3 separate regions of the Sus scrofa genome follow, and all the other regions are linked to region 1. The links are chromatin contacts, called in public Hi-C and HiChIP or PLAC-seq maps. All regions are on one chromosome and are shown on one strand. Each heading gives the region's core, a stretch centred on a gene start, on an enhancer-like site or on the middle of the called end of the contact. The rest is flanking DNA. Distances are from core to core; before and after follow the strand shown. Region 1 holds the start of CEACAM1 (carcinoembryonic antigen-related cell adhesion molecule 1). Region 2 overlaps MEGF8 (multiple epidermal growth factor-like domains protein 8). Region 3 holds the start of CNFN (cornifelin).

Evidence for each region. Hi-C and Micro-C count contacts between places; a contact is called where the count stands out from the background. HiChIP or PLAC-seq counts read pairs in DNA pulled down with a chosen protein or histone mark.
Region 2: an H3K27ac HiChIP or PLAC-seq map of skeletal muscle shows a contact between it and region 1, with 5 times the contacts expected there. The contact joins the enhancer-like site here to the promoter of CEACAM1 in region 1. A contact is called at or near these places in 6 of 47 Hi-C or Micro-C datasets (alveolar macrophages, embryonic fibroblasts, epiblast stem cells and 3 more) and 1 of 2 datasets of contacts at active chromatin or transcription factors (skeletal muscle).
Region 3: a contact with region 1 is called in a Hi-C map of subcutaneous adipose tissue, with 2.0 times the contacts expected there. The contact joins the promoter of CNFN here to the promoter of CEACAM1 in region 1. A contact is called at or near these places in 4 of 47 Hi-C or Micro-C datasets (embryonic fibroblasts, mesenteric adipose tissue, retroperitoneal adipose tissue and 1 more) and 2 of 2 datasets of contacts at active chromatin or transcription factors (alveolar macrophages and skeletal muscle).

Annotation. Positions count from the first base shown.
Region 1 is chr6:49,434,902-49,439,052 of Sscrofa11.1, forward strand. CEACAM1 (carcinoembryonic antigen-related cell adhesion molecule 1) reads left to right here and starts at 2,407. Exons shown (of 8, transcript XM_021094420.1): 1 at 2,407-2,608; 2 at 3,916-4,151. The coding sequence starts at 2,545. The region is part of intron 2 of ATP5SL (ATP synthase subunit s-like protein); the gene reads right to left.
Region 2 is chr6:49,603,355-49,607,505 of Sscrofa11.1, forward strand. It overlaps MEGF8 (multiple epidermal growth factor-like domains protein 8), which reads right to left. Exons shown (of 41, transcript XM_005655875.3): 9 at 2,923-3,077; 10 at 2,471-2,590; 11 at 1,965-2,109; 12 at 1,719-1,882. Among named protein-coding and RNA genes, the nearest start is that of MEGF8, 14 kb to the right of the region's middle. Within about 2 kb of position 2,052, at least 12 of the 83 cell types and tissues checked have an H3K27ac peak or open chromatin away from gene starts, as enhancers often do. A contact at or near this core is called in skeletal muscle, where this site is marked.
Region 3 is chr6:49,568,252-49,572,402 of Sscrofa11.1, forward strand. It overlaps CNFN (cornifelin), which reads left to right and starts at 1,781. Exons shown (of 4, transcript NM_001244689.1): 1 at 1,781-1,868; 2 at 3,029-3,139; 3 at 3,582-3,718; 4 at 3,812-4,035. The coding sequence starts at 3,031. The coding sequence ends at 3,901.

The DNA.
Region 1 (4,151 bases), core at 1,157-3,656:
TTTCAGGGCCGAAGGAAGGTATTCCAGGAGGCTAGATATACTCGGAATCAGGGTCCACTAAACGGTGCTGTTACTCCCATAGCTGGGATTCTCAGGTCCAGGAATCAAGGAGTGGAAAGAGAAGTGATGCCACTCACTTACCCCTAATGATCCCTTAGCAAAATGTATACTTCCTGTTCCCATGACGTTGTGCTCTGCTGGCCTGGAAGGTCTTAGTTCCAAAGGAAGGAATGCTTCCACTGGCAGACACAAAAACGATTCCACTGACACATCAGGGTTCCTAACTCTCAAGCTGTCCAAAATGTTAAGAGCCTGGAGAGCACTGGCCTAAGCGTCAATGTCCTTCCCTCACAGGGATCAGGGGTCAGAAAAAATGACAGAGATTTTGAGGGGGCTGCGATCACAGGGATGGCAGGGACAGGGGCAGGTGGAGGCCATGGATGAGGCTGTCCAGAGAAGCCCAAGGAGAAACCCCAGGAGTGGGGAGGGGAGAAGTAGAGGATCGGAGGCACTGTGGGAGCTCCACTGAGGCCCTGGGTGGGACCGTTTGTGCGAAACCATCTCAGGAACAGGGGCCTCTCCATTCACAGCTGATGTGGACAGAGAGTGTCAACAACCCTGGATAAAAGTGGACTTGGAGGAGTGTCCACTTTTATGGACACTGTGAAGCAGTGCGTTAAGGATCAGACTGTAGGCAGGGGCTCGGGTTGCTGAGGAGGCGTGGGTTTGATTCCTGGCCAACAAACTTCCGTATATCGTGGCTGTGCCCCCACTCCCCCAAAAAGTGGACTTAACACAAGAGTTCAGCCATGAAGACCCGGGCACATATGAGGCCCGGGTCTTTTTTTTTCCCCTTTATCGGCCACCCCGTGACGTACGGACTTACTAGGCCAGGGATCAGATCCGAGCCATAGTTGTGACCTAAGCCACAGCTGAGGCAATGCTGGATCCTTAACCCACTGTGCCGGGCTGGGGATTGAACTTGCATCCCAGCGCTCCCAAGATGCTGCCGATCCTGTTATAACACAGCAGGAGCTCCGAGGCCCAGGTCTTAATGAACAAGAAGGAACCAGCTCCCATCTCACCTGACCCAGGGACACTGAGAGGGTAGCAATGAGTGTCCCAGATTCAGACTTTCTGTTCTGGACACCAGGCCCTGGGAGCGAGAGGGGAAGCTGACTGTCCATCCTTCCCCTATGCTCCCCTGACACAAAGACCTTGCCCTCTGACATTCCTGGTTCCCTGGTCCTCCCTCTTCTCCACACAGATCCACCACCCAGTGCTCCAGCCACAGACACCACTGCCACACAGGGATATACGCAGTGTAACTTACTGGAGACAAACGCAGACTAGTATATACATTCCCGGAAACCTGAGCTTGGTGACATCTCTTTAAGGAAGGGCGTTGGAGTTCTTGCAGCAACAGAGACTGTGACTCACAGAGCTGGAGCGTGACGGAGCATTAACATAATATATGACCCATGTAAAAAGTCTACAGATTGATGTTGAAAAACAGAGCGGCAGGAGACGGTGACTGCTGTACTTCCCGCCTTGTCCACCAGAGGGCGGCAGAGCTACTCCACAGCCTCGCGCCTCCCCAAGGACTGCGAATCTTGAGCTGAATCTCACCCTCATCAGTGTCACCTTATTCCATGGTCTTTCTTGCTCTCCGAGCTCTCCAGCTGGACTCTGTCAGCCCCTCCATCTAGCCAGGCCCACTGCACACCTTTGAGAACTACTATTCCTTCAGGTCCTGAGCGTGGGCTCCTGGAAGCTGTGCCTTGCTGGACTCCAACAGAGATAGAAGGAGGGTCCCTCTCGCCAGGCATCAGTGACCTTGACCCCTTTCCAGCCTCTCAATCCTTTTCCGGATCTTCTGGCAGGAATAGAATGCAAACTTGTCAGAGCATTTGAGAATGCTGGGAAGACCCTGGGTGCCCAGCTGGGTTTCTTTGTCACAAAGGGAAATCATAATCGGGTTTAAGGACCTCTCCACTCTCTGTGTGGTGCTGACAGACCTCAGGGCAGAATACAGCAGATGCCAATGCTGGGGTATTTGGATCAGCCTCTCAGGAGCCCCCATCAGCCTTGCTATAGAAAGTGTGCTCAGGAGGGGAGGAGGAAACTGCGGGAGAGGCTGACTGTGCACTCCAACTGGGGACTAGGGGCAATGCCCAGGACCCTGAGCCCCAGGGCTGTGCTCCCCGCAACCAATGGCAAATTGTGTGTGTGTGTGTTTCCACGGTGAGAAGTCAAGCTGAAAAAGGCAGAAACAGCAGTGGTTCACAGGAAAATGAAATGCAAATAGAAAGGTAAGAGCGAGGAAGGAAGGCAGGCAGGAACAAGAGAGGAGGGAGAGGGAGGGTCCTGGAGAGACCCCGCCCCCACCCACGTGACCCAGGGAACTGCTCCTGCCCCAGGAGGAGGCCCAGCACAGAGGGAGGAAGGACAGCAGAGCTCACACATCAGACAGCAGTGCTTGTGGGCCTTTCTGGAGCAGAAACTCTTCTCTGACAGGGAGGGACACAGCAGGCAGCAGGCACCATGGAGCCCCCCTCAGCCCCTGCCCACAGAGGGCATGTCCCCTGGCACAGGCTCCTGCTGGCAGGTAAGAGGGGACAATTTTCAGGGAGTAATTAGAGATGGGAGAACAGAGACTGGCTGGGGTCTTCTGGGGAGACAGGGCTCTGAGAGGGGACTAGGGGCTTCTGTTTGGACCTGAGGGGAGAGGACAGGGGACCACAATAGGAGGGGAGAGGGGCTCGGCAATAGGAAAATCTCAGTGAACTGCAATTGGTGAGGGGCAGGACACCGCGATTCTGTAGGTCTTACAAGTTATTCTTCACTGAGCAATAACTGTTGAAAACTGATAACGATATTAATCAGTTATTGTCATAGAGAAACAACTCAACCAGGGACACTAAACATTACATTACCCACCAACTTCAGAAAATGGCAAATAAACACCAAGGTGTGGAGGGCGCTGGGGACACTGATTGCTTCATCACCATGTGTTTGCAGCCTGTTCCAGGCACTCAGGGGACAAAAGAATCAGACAAGTTCCTGCCCTCACAGAGCTCACGTTCTATGGGGAGGAAAGACAGACACAGAGAGATTCAGAATGTGCTGTCAGTGCTGACAAGTGTCTTGAGGAAACAGAGCAGGGAAAGGTGGACAGTGAAGATGGGGAAGTTCCCATTGTGGCTCAGTGGAAATGAATCTCACCAGTATCCGTGAGGATGCAGGTTCTATCCCTGGCCTCGCTCAGTGGATTAAGGATCCGGCGTTGCCATGAGCTTTGGTATAGGTCACAGGCACGATTTGGGTCTGGCATTGCTGTGGCTGTGGTGTAGGCCAGTGGTTGTAGTTCTGATTTGACTCCTAGCCCAGGAATAGCCATATGCCGTGGGTATGGCCCTTAAAAAAAATAAAAAAAGACAGCAAAGATGGGGTCCTTAGAGCAGGAGGTTGGGCAGGGTAGGTCCCAAGAGACCCGTTGAGTGTGAGCAGGCGTGTGAGGGCCGTGAGGGAGTGAGCCAGGCACACACCTGGGAAGGCAGAGGAAATAACAAGTTCAGAGAAGATGAAGTAATGGGGGTCATGCTGCTGACCTTCAACCAGTAGGACACACACACACACACACACACACACACACACAGTGCAAAAAAGGCTAAGGGATGAAGAGACCTTCTCAGGACCCAGGGCCACATTTTTCCATCCTAATACACAGGTCAGAATATTGAGGAGTTCCCTAGTGGCTCAATATTAAGGATCCACTGTTGTCACTCCTGTGGCTTGGGTTTGATTTCTGGCCTGGGGAGCTTCCACACGCCCATGGCATGTTCAAAATTGAAAAACCAAAATGACCTGCTTAAAAAACAGAATATTAACTGATTTCTCTCTCTTTCCCCCTAGTCTCACTCCTAAGCTTCTGGAACTTGCCCGCCACTGCCCAGATCACTATTGAATCAGTGCCCTTCAATGTCGCAGAAGGAAGCGATGTTCTTCTACTTGCCCACAATGCGACAGAGGATACTCTAGGCTACAGCTGGTACAGAGGAGAAAGAGTAGAGAACAACCAACTAATTGTAACATACAGAATAGACACTCAAGCATATACCCAAGGACCTACATTCAGTGGTCGAGAGAGA
Region 2 (4,151 bases), core at 802-3,301, 170 kb after region 1:
CCTAGAAAAGGCAAAAAGACAAAAAAAGATAAAATAAAATAACCTATAGCCCTACAGCACCAGCACGTAAATGAAATATTATGAAGCTGTAAGACAAAACAAAATTAAAAAACAAAACAAAACAAAAAAAACACAGAGTTCCCATCATGGCTCAGGGGAGGCGAATCTGACTAGCACCCATGAGGCCACAGGTTTGAGCCCTGGCCTTGCTCAGTGGGTTAAGGATCCGGTGTTGCCATGAGCTGTGGTGGAGGTCGCAGACACAACTCAGATCTGACGTGGCTATGGCTGTGGTGTAGGCCAGTGGCTACAGCTCAGATTCGACCCCTGGCCTGGGAATCTCCATATGCCACGGTGTCAGCCCTTAAAAGCAAAAACAAACAAACAAACACAGAGGTCTTTCCAAAGTTCTGCTCCAGGAAGCTTGCCAGGATACATTAAGGAAAAAGCCAAGTGGCAGGATAGTGTAGACAGCATATTACATGAAAGAAAAACAATTAAAGGTCACATTTACTTGTAGGTGAATAGGTAAACTCTGGGATATAAAAGAAATCCAGATAGATCTTCTGGGGAAACTTGGGGTGGACTCAAGTTGGGCGGATGCTGAGGCCAGCTTCCCACCCTGAGGGGTGGGGACTGGGGAAGCTGGAAGAGACTTTTCACTCAACAACTTTTTACATTGTTGTGATTTTTGAACCACGTGCCTATAATACCTATTTTAAAAATCAGTAAGGGGGGAAAAAAAATCAGTAAGGGGAGTTCCCACTGTGGTGCAGTGGAAATGAATCTGACCAGTATTCATGGGGACGTGGGTTCAATCCCTAGCCTCACTCAGTGAGTAACGGATCCGGCATTGTCGCGAGCTGTGGTGTAGGCCAGCAGCTGCAGTTCTGATTTGACCCTAGCCTGGGAACTTCCATATGCCACAGGTGCGGCCCTAAACAGCCAAAGTAAATAAATAAATAAAAATGAGTAAGGAAGCACTGTGAAAAACAGTTGGTGATTCCTCAGTAAGTTAAACACAGGATTACCCTATGACTCTGTTCCTCTATCCCCAAAATAATTGAAAACAGGGTTTCACTTCGATAGATGGCAAGTATCAAATTATCACGCTGCACGCTAAAAACTAATATATGGTTGTTTGTCAATGAGACCTCAAGTGAAACAAAAAGAAAAAAATGGCCAAAAGGGGCAAACAACGCAATGTCATCATCTGATGAATGGATGTGGCTTGGCCACACACTGGAACGTCATTCAGCCATACAAAGGAGTGAAGTTCTGACACATGCCACGTGGATGAGCCTTCGAAACATCATGCTAAGTGAAAGAAGCCACGCATAGAAGGCCACATCTTACATGATTCCACTTACATGGGCTATCCAGAGTTAACTAATCCAGCAAAGTCAGTGGCTGCCAGGGGCCAAGGGAGTGGGGAATGGAGAGGGTTTCCTTTTGGGGTAATAAAACACGTTCTGGAAGTAGACAGTGGTGACGGCTGCACAATGTTGTCAATGTGCTAAATGTCACTAGTGGCAAATTGTATGTTATACATGTTCTACCACAGTTAAAAAAAAAACCTTTGTTAAGTCAATAAGGAAAATCAGACCCTTGAACGTAGACTCATGGGGTAAACACAAGAGCGAAAAGATCCATCGGAAAAATGAACACTCTAGGACCCTTGAATCCTCCACACTGGGCCCCATTCCCTGGCTCCCCACCTTGTCGGGCTGGGAGGCATTGGGTGGCTGTTGGAAGGTGAGCAGGTGCAGGCCAGGCAGGAAGCTCTGGGTGACACAGGCCTCCAGGGAGGTAACGAAGACAGGTGCGGGCCCCCACCAGCCCACGGTGCCTGAGATCTGCTCGCCTCGGCAGCGGGCCTGCTCTGTGAGGACAGGAGGGTGGGAAGACGGGTGTTGGTGTGGGGTGCCGTGCTGCCCCCTCCCACACTGCCACGGGACACTCACCAGGTCGAGGGAGGCAGCTCTCATTGTGTACGCACCAGCCCAGGGCGCCGGGCCCCCGGGGAGGAGCTGCTGTGCTGCTGAATGCCAAGCAGGCCTGGCAGTCACCCAGGAGGCGGCCCAGGCCCAGACAGCTGGCAGCAGGACACTACAGAGGAGGGAAAGACAGGAGTCGCCATCTCCCGGAGCTTAAAGGACCTGAGGAGAGCTGTGGACTCAGGAGTCCTGGGCAGAAAGGCCAGGACACTAGCAAAGGGCACTGAAAGCCAGGTTGGGCTAAGAAAGAGCAAGAGGACAGGGTGGGGTGTCCACGGCCAGGGTTATAAGTTCACAAAGACAGAGGAGAGGGTCAAAGGGTCAAGGGTGAGCAGTCAGAAATCAGGAATGCCCATCTCAGGTGGAAAACAGGTCTCCCACATGCAGGAACATCCTTCTCTACTTGGTTTAAACAAAAGGAGACACTGAGGACCAGGTCTCTGTGCTGGGGGACAGAGTACTAGGACACTCACAGCCCCAGAGGGAGTCCCAGGAGGCAGTGCAGCTTGGCAGGCCCCCTGACACCAGCTGCATTCAGGGTCTCGAGAGCAGACGCTGTGGTCGGTGTACATCGAGCAATAGTCCAAGTGGTACTGTAGACAGATGGCGGGGGCAGAGGGGCTCAGACCTGGGGCCTGCTCCCACGTCCTCACGCACTTTGATTATCCCTGGGAACCCCACGACTCAGCACCTTGAAGACTTCCAAGGTGACCACTTCTCCCCCAACCCCGGAGACCACTGCCCCTCTGCCCTCAGCCCAGCGAGCAGCATTCCTTCTCCCTAGAATTGGGGGGCTGATCTCCCTCCTCCATGGCCCTAGGGACTGCCACTCCTTCCCACAGAGACCCCTCAATCTCCACCCTCAACCCTGGGAATCATGCTACCTCCTCCCCAGCCACCCTCTCCCGGTCCCCCCAGTGCTCACATCTGGAGCAGGCGCCTGGAACACAAAAGGAGGCACCTTGTAGGCCATCAAGTCCCCACGGGGCCGGCCACTGTACCCCCCTGCCACCAACAGGACACTGCCACCAAGCACAGCTGCCACATGTGAGTACCGACCACTGGGAGGCGCTGCTCGGCCTAGGAGAACACAGACCCCCCCAGCAAGGATGTGAGACCCTCCCAGTCTCCCTTCCCACCTTCAGGCTCCCCACCCAGAGGACCACCCCCAACTCTTGCGACACCTCAGTCCAGCTTCCTAGTTCCTGCTTCAGGCCTGGTTGCCCTGGGAGCCCCTCCCGGCCAGCCGGGCCCTGCTCTGGCCTCTCACATCTCAGAGCTCCCTCACCACTGCCCATATCATCTTTAAGACAGAGCAGGAAACCTGGGTTCAAATCCTGGGTCTATCACTTCCTTGGGGTCAAATCATGGATCAACTGCTGACTAGCTGTTGGGCCTTGGGCAAGAGACTTGATGTCTCGGAGTCTTGGTTTCCTTGTCTATAAACAGAACCATCACCTTGCCCTTGGGGACTGTGAGGCTGGCTGCCTGGCTCTCACCTGCTGTCGTCTGACACCAGCCTCCCTTCTGGGGACAGCCTCTGGAAAACCGCCCCTCCCACTCACAGTGCACAAGATCCGAGTCGAGCTGGCCTGCCTCTGACAGCAGTGGGGCTTTAGCCTATCAGAGTCAGTGACCCGTTCAGGGTGGGGCCCCAATTCCCTGGATTCACTCTTCCCTTCGGGTGTTCTGAAGGAGGAGGATAGAAGCCCAGAGCTGCTGATGACCATCTACAAAAGGCAAGCCTGCTAGAGACTGAAGGAAGCCTCGCTGAGCGCTGGAGAGAGACACTGCGGATGCCATCACGTGAGCACCTAGATCCAGGCCAACCTGCAGCCAGTTTTCACTCAAGTGAATCCAGAAACTCTTCTTTTTGCTTAAACTGGTTGGGTGGGGTTTCTGTCGCTTACAACCAAGAGTCCTGACTCATGGGTAAGCGGTCAGCAATTGATGCCTCCCTCACCCTCTTACTGACCTGTATGCTCTGTAATCGCATGCGACTTGGCCCAAGGGATCAAGATCTACAAAGAAGGAAGAGACCTCCAGAAACCTCACATGCTGGTTGCCCAGGGAAGGGGCCTAAAATGCCAGGCCCAGGTTTTATGGCCAACAGGGTCCTTGGGGACCCTTCCTCCTGCCCATCTCTGAAACGTT
Region 3 (4,151 bases), core at 531-3,030, 130 kb after region 1:
TTCCACATCTACATGAGTTGCTGTATCAAACTAATTGGGGCTCCTAAGCTGTGTCAGAGTTGGGAGAGGAAACTTGAGGACAATTCAGGTTGTCACCTTGGGAGCCCTAGGGTCTGACCCTGAGTCACCTGCAGCCCATGATCTGGAGAGTTGGGGGATGGGGCCCTGTGGCCGCTCCACGGGGCAGGCCTCAAAATAGGGAGAGATGCTGAGATTGGAGGCAGAGACTTCAGGATAAGGGAACTGAAACACAGCTTGGGAGAAGAGAGACTCAGAAATGAGGAGACAGAGAACCAGAGAAATTTGGAAAGATTTGTAGAAATGAGGAAAGACGAGAAGAGAGATCTGGAGGCAGAGATGCAAGATGGGGGTCAGAGACACTAGAAAAGAAGTGGGGAGATGTTCCCCTGACATTCAGGCTCCCTGACCAAGTGATGGACACACACAGGCAAGATGCTGAGTGCTGCTCTTAGGTCCAGGGACAAGGACAGCAAGCTATCTGGGTGGTGCCAGGAGACCAAGGCTTAGAACCTGGTGTGTTGGACCAACAGGAGGGGGAGAATTAGGATCCCAGGCCAACAGGGTGATCCACCTCATCACCTCATTCCCATCCCTAGTGAGGTGACAACACTACCTTCTCTGTAGGTGACACCCCAATTTTACGGCACCTCCTACATTTTTTGGGGTGCCACCCGTGCTGGGAACCCCACCCGGCTCTAATTCTGCTTCCCTCACTGAGTCACCTCCAACCCCGCCAGGCCTGTTGGGGGGAGACTTTGTTGACTCAAGCATCCAGGCCCCCAGCTCTTTCGTCTCCCAGGAACCCAGCAGTCTGGGTATCCCAACACCCCTATGCCACTCAGGGATGCAGCCTAGCCTAACCCTAGGAGTCTGGACCACCAGCCCTCTCCTTCCTCGTCCTAGGAATCCCAGCCCCCAGTTCTCCCCTCTGCTAGGATTCAGATGTCTTAGACCACATCCACCTCCTTCAGGAAGCACAAGTTTCTCAGTCCCCAGACTCCTTCCCAATTTGGAGTTGGGTGCAATGTGTTTATGCACATGTGTTCCAGCACGAGTCCCCAAAACACACTGCCCCCCATGTGCCTGGTGGCCCTGAATGGGAGGACAAGGCCCCCTCACTAAGGCCTCACAAAGGGTGAAGGGAGAGGGAGCCCTTTCTTGTCTCCCCCATTTCCCTTCCCTCTAAGCCACTGCTTGACCAGTGGCCAGAGCCTCCACCCACCAGCCCCTCCACCTTTCCATCTTCAGGTCTTTTCTCCGAATCTCTGTCTCCGCCTTTCTTGTTATTTCTCCCAGATCTTTGTGCCTCTCTGTCTTGGCGTCTCTCTCTCCATCTTCCCATCTCTCTCCATCTCTCTGAATCTCTGTCTCTCTCTCTCCTCTGGCCCCTCCTGCCTCTGTCTCCCATTCCTTCCCCATCTCTCTCTCTCCCCCTTTTGGTCTCTGTACAGCTGTGCCCTTGAGCCTCCCCTCTGCCTTCTCTTTCCACCTCTCTGTCTCTCTGCCCACTTCCTTTTCTATCTCTACTCCCAGCTCATCATCCCTGGACCTCCTGCCCCACAACTCCCGAGGTCCTCCGGGAGTAGGGGGAGTGGGGGAGTGGGGGGGTGGGGGATGGGGAGAGAGGGAGGGAAAGTCCCGGTGAGGGGAAGAGTCAGCCAGACAGGCTTGGCTCCCTAGACACCTTTGTCAGAGCCCCGCCCAGGGCCACATGGCCAGCCTGGATATAAGCAACTCCTGGCCCAAGACTGAGAACTCAGTGCCTGCTGTCACCTACACCTCTGTCTCCATCATCACCGTTGCAGTCCCGCAGGTAGGAGCAACCACCCGCAGCCCTCTGCTCAGAGGTTGGTGCTTTCTTCCCACCCAGCTCCACGCACATCTGTCTCCTTATAAATCTGTTTACCTCTCTGGACACCCCTGTCTTTCTCAATGTCCCTGGTGACCCCCTTCTCAACCTGATGGCACTGGGTTGAATTTGGAAGTCCTGGGGCCTAGTTCCCTTCTACTGACTCTCTTGGCTGGGCCATCAACTGTGGGACATTTCTCTTCACCTCACTGAGCTTCAGTGTTCTATCTGTGAAATGGGCTTGCAGAAAAGTCAAAGTACTGGGCAGGTATGAGTGTTACTGGTGGCATCTCTAGCAGTATGTGGCTCTGACGTCTTTTTCCTCCTGTTTCTGACTCTGCCTGTCTCTGTCTCTTGGTCTCTCTCTCTCTCCAGCTCTGCCTCTGGTATGAGGAGGGTCCTCTGGGGTCTGTCGGGCAGCTGCACATTGATGGGCGAATTTCTCGCCCCGACCCCATCCATCCCTGTCCCAGGTCTCTCGTGGCTGGCAAGGTGACTTGGCCTCTTTCTCCCCCAGCATCCTTACCCCCAAGAACCCAGCCCCCAGTGCCCCTGCCCCTTGCTCTGCCCTCCCCCAGTATCCAGCATCCCTTGGACAGACTCTGACGCTGTCATCACCACCACCTCTGCGGTCCCCAACGCCAGCCACCTCCTCAGGGCCAGCAAGATGCAGTTTGAGATGCATGACAACGTGAAAGGCAAAGGTGGGATCACTGGATGGACCTGCAAACCTTCAAGTCCCTGGAATATGGCCGTTTCCCTCCCCTGGGCACCCTGGCTTCGAAGACAGACCGCACCTGTTTGCATCCCAGAAGCTCCGAAATGGAGGAATCCAGCATCCCAGGCCCAGACGTGGAGGAGACAGAAACACGTCTCGGCCCCGCCCACATGTGGCGCAGGCCCTTCCCTGACATGCAGGATGCCCCCCGCCCCAGCCCCCGCTGAACCACGTGTGCAGGAGGCAGCAACAACCGGGACAAGCTGGGCTGACCAGGCCCAGATGTAGCAGGAGGGAAGGGGGAAGCACAGTGGCGTCCCCTCAGTGGGCGGCCTAGTGGCCTCGCCCGACTGCCCGGCAGAGGGAGGGGTGGCTGAGGTGTGAGGGCCCAGGAAGTGCTGCGAGGCTGTCCCGCTGACCCCCGTCCTCCACCTCCGCAGCCATGTCCTACCCAGTGACCAGTCAGCCCCAGTGTGCCAGCGGTTGCTACCAGACCCAGCTCAGTGACTGGCACACCGGTCTCACGGACTGCTGCAATGACATGCCCATCTGTGAGTCCCCGCCGCTCCCTCTCCAAGCCCGGGGCGGGGGCGGGGTGGTGTTGGTGGGAAGGGAGGGAAGGTCACTCCCAACCCTCTCCTCGCCCCTCTATCCCCGGCTTCCAACTTTGGGCGCTGAATTCGCACTCTCTAACCCTCAGGCCATCCTTGGATGCCCGACACTCTCTTGGCCTCACACCTTCCAATTTCCACTCAGATTCTCCACGTCCCCAACTCCCCCTTCATACCCTATTTCCCAGTCTCGCCCCCCCCCGCCCCCAACATCCTCAGACCCCTAACTCCCTCTGGGACCTTCGCTTCGCTTTCTCCAATACTCAGTTCCCTCTGGGACATTCGACCGCGCTCCGCTGACCCCCGCTTCGCCCCTCCCCGAGGCGGAGCCGGCGGGGGGCACCCTGCGGGCCGGGCCCTTACAGTGCTGCGTCCGCCCCAGGTCTGTGCGGCACTTTCGCCCCTCTGTGCCTCGCCTGCCGCATCTCCGACGACTTCGGCGAGTGCTGCTGCGCGCCCTACCTGCCCGGAGGCCTGCACTCCCTGCGCACCGGCATGCGCGAGCGCTATCACATCCAGGTGCGCGCGGAGCCCAGGACCCGCGGGAGGAGAGGGGTGGGACTGGCCCCCGGGATCCAAGGCGGAGCGGCTAACCTTTCTCCCACTCTCCAGGGCTCTGTCGGGCACGACTGGGCGGCCCTCACCTTCTGCTTGCCCTGCGCCCTCTGTCAGATGGCGCGGGAACTGAAGATCCGAGAGTAAAGCTCCTCGATCCCTCTCCTTCCCCATCCGCCCTTCTCCGTCCTCTCTTGGGAGGTCCTGCCCCTCCGCCCTCTCCCGCCACCAGAAACGCACCCACAATTAAAAAAAAAAAAAAAAAAAAACCGTAAAACCAACTCCGCCTACATCCTTTTGTCCCAGGGAAGGAATCTGGGTAGAGAAGGAGGTTTGGTGAGGGAGGCGGGGACCCAGGGAAGATGCCTAGGTGTGGAAGGAGTTCCAGAGTCAGTTG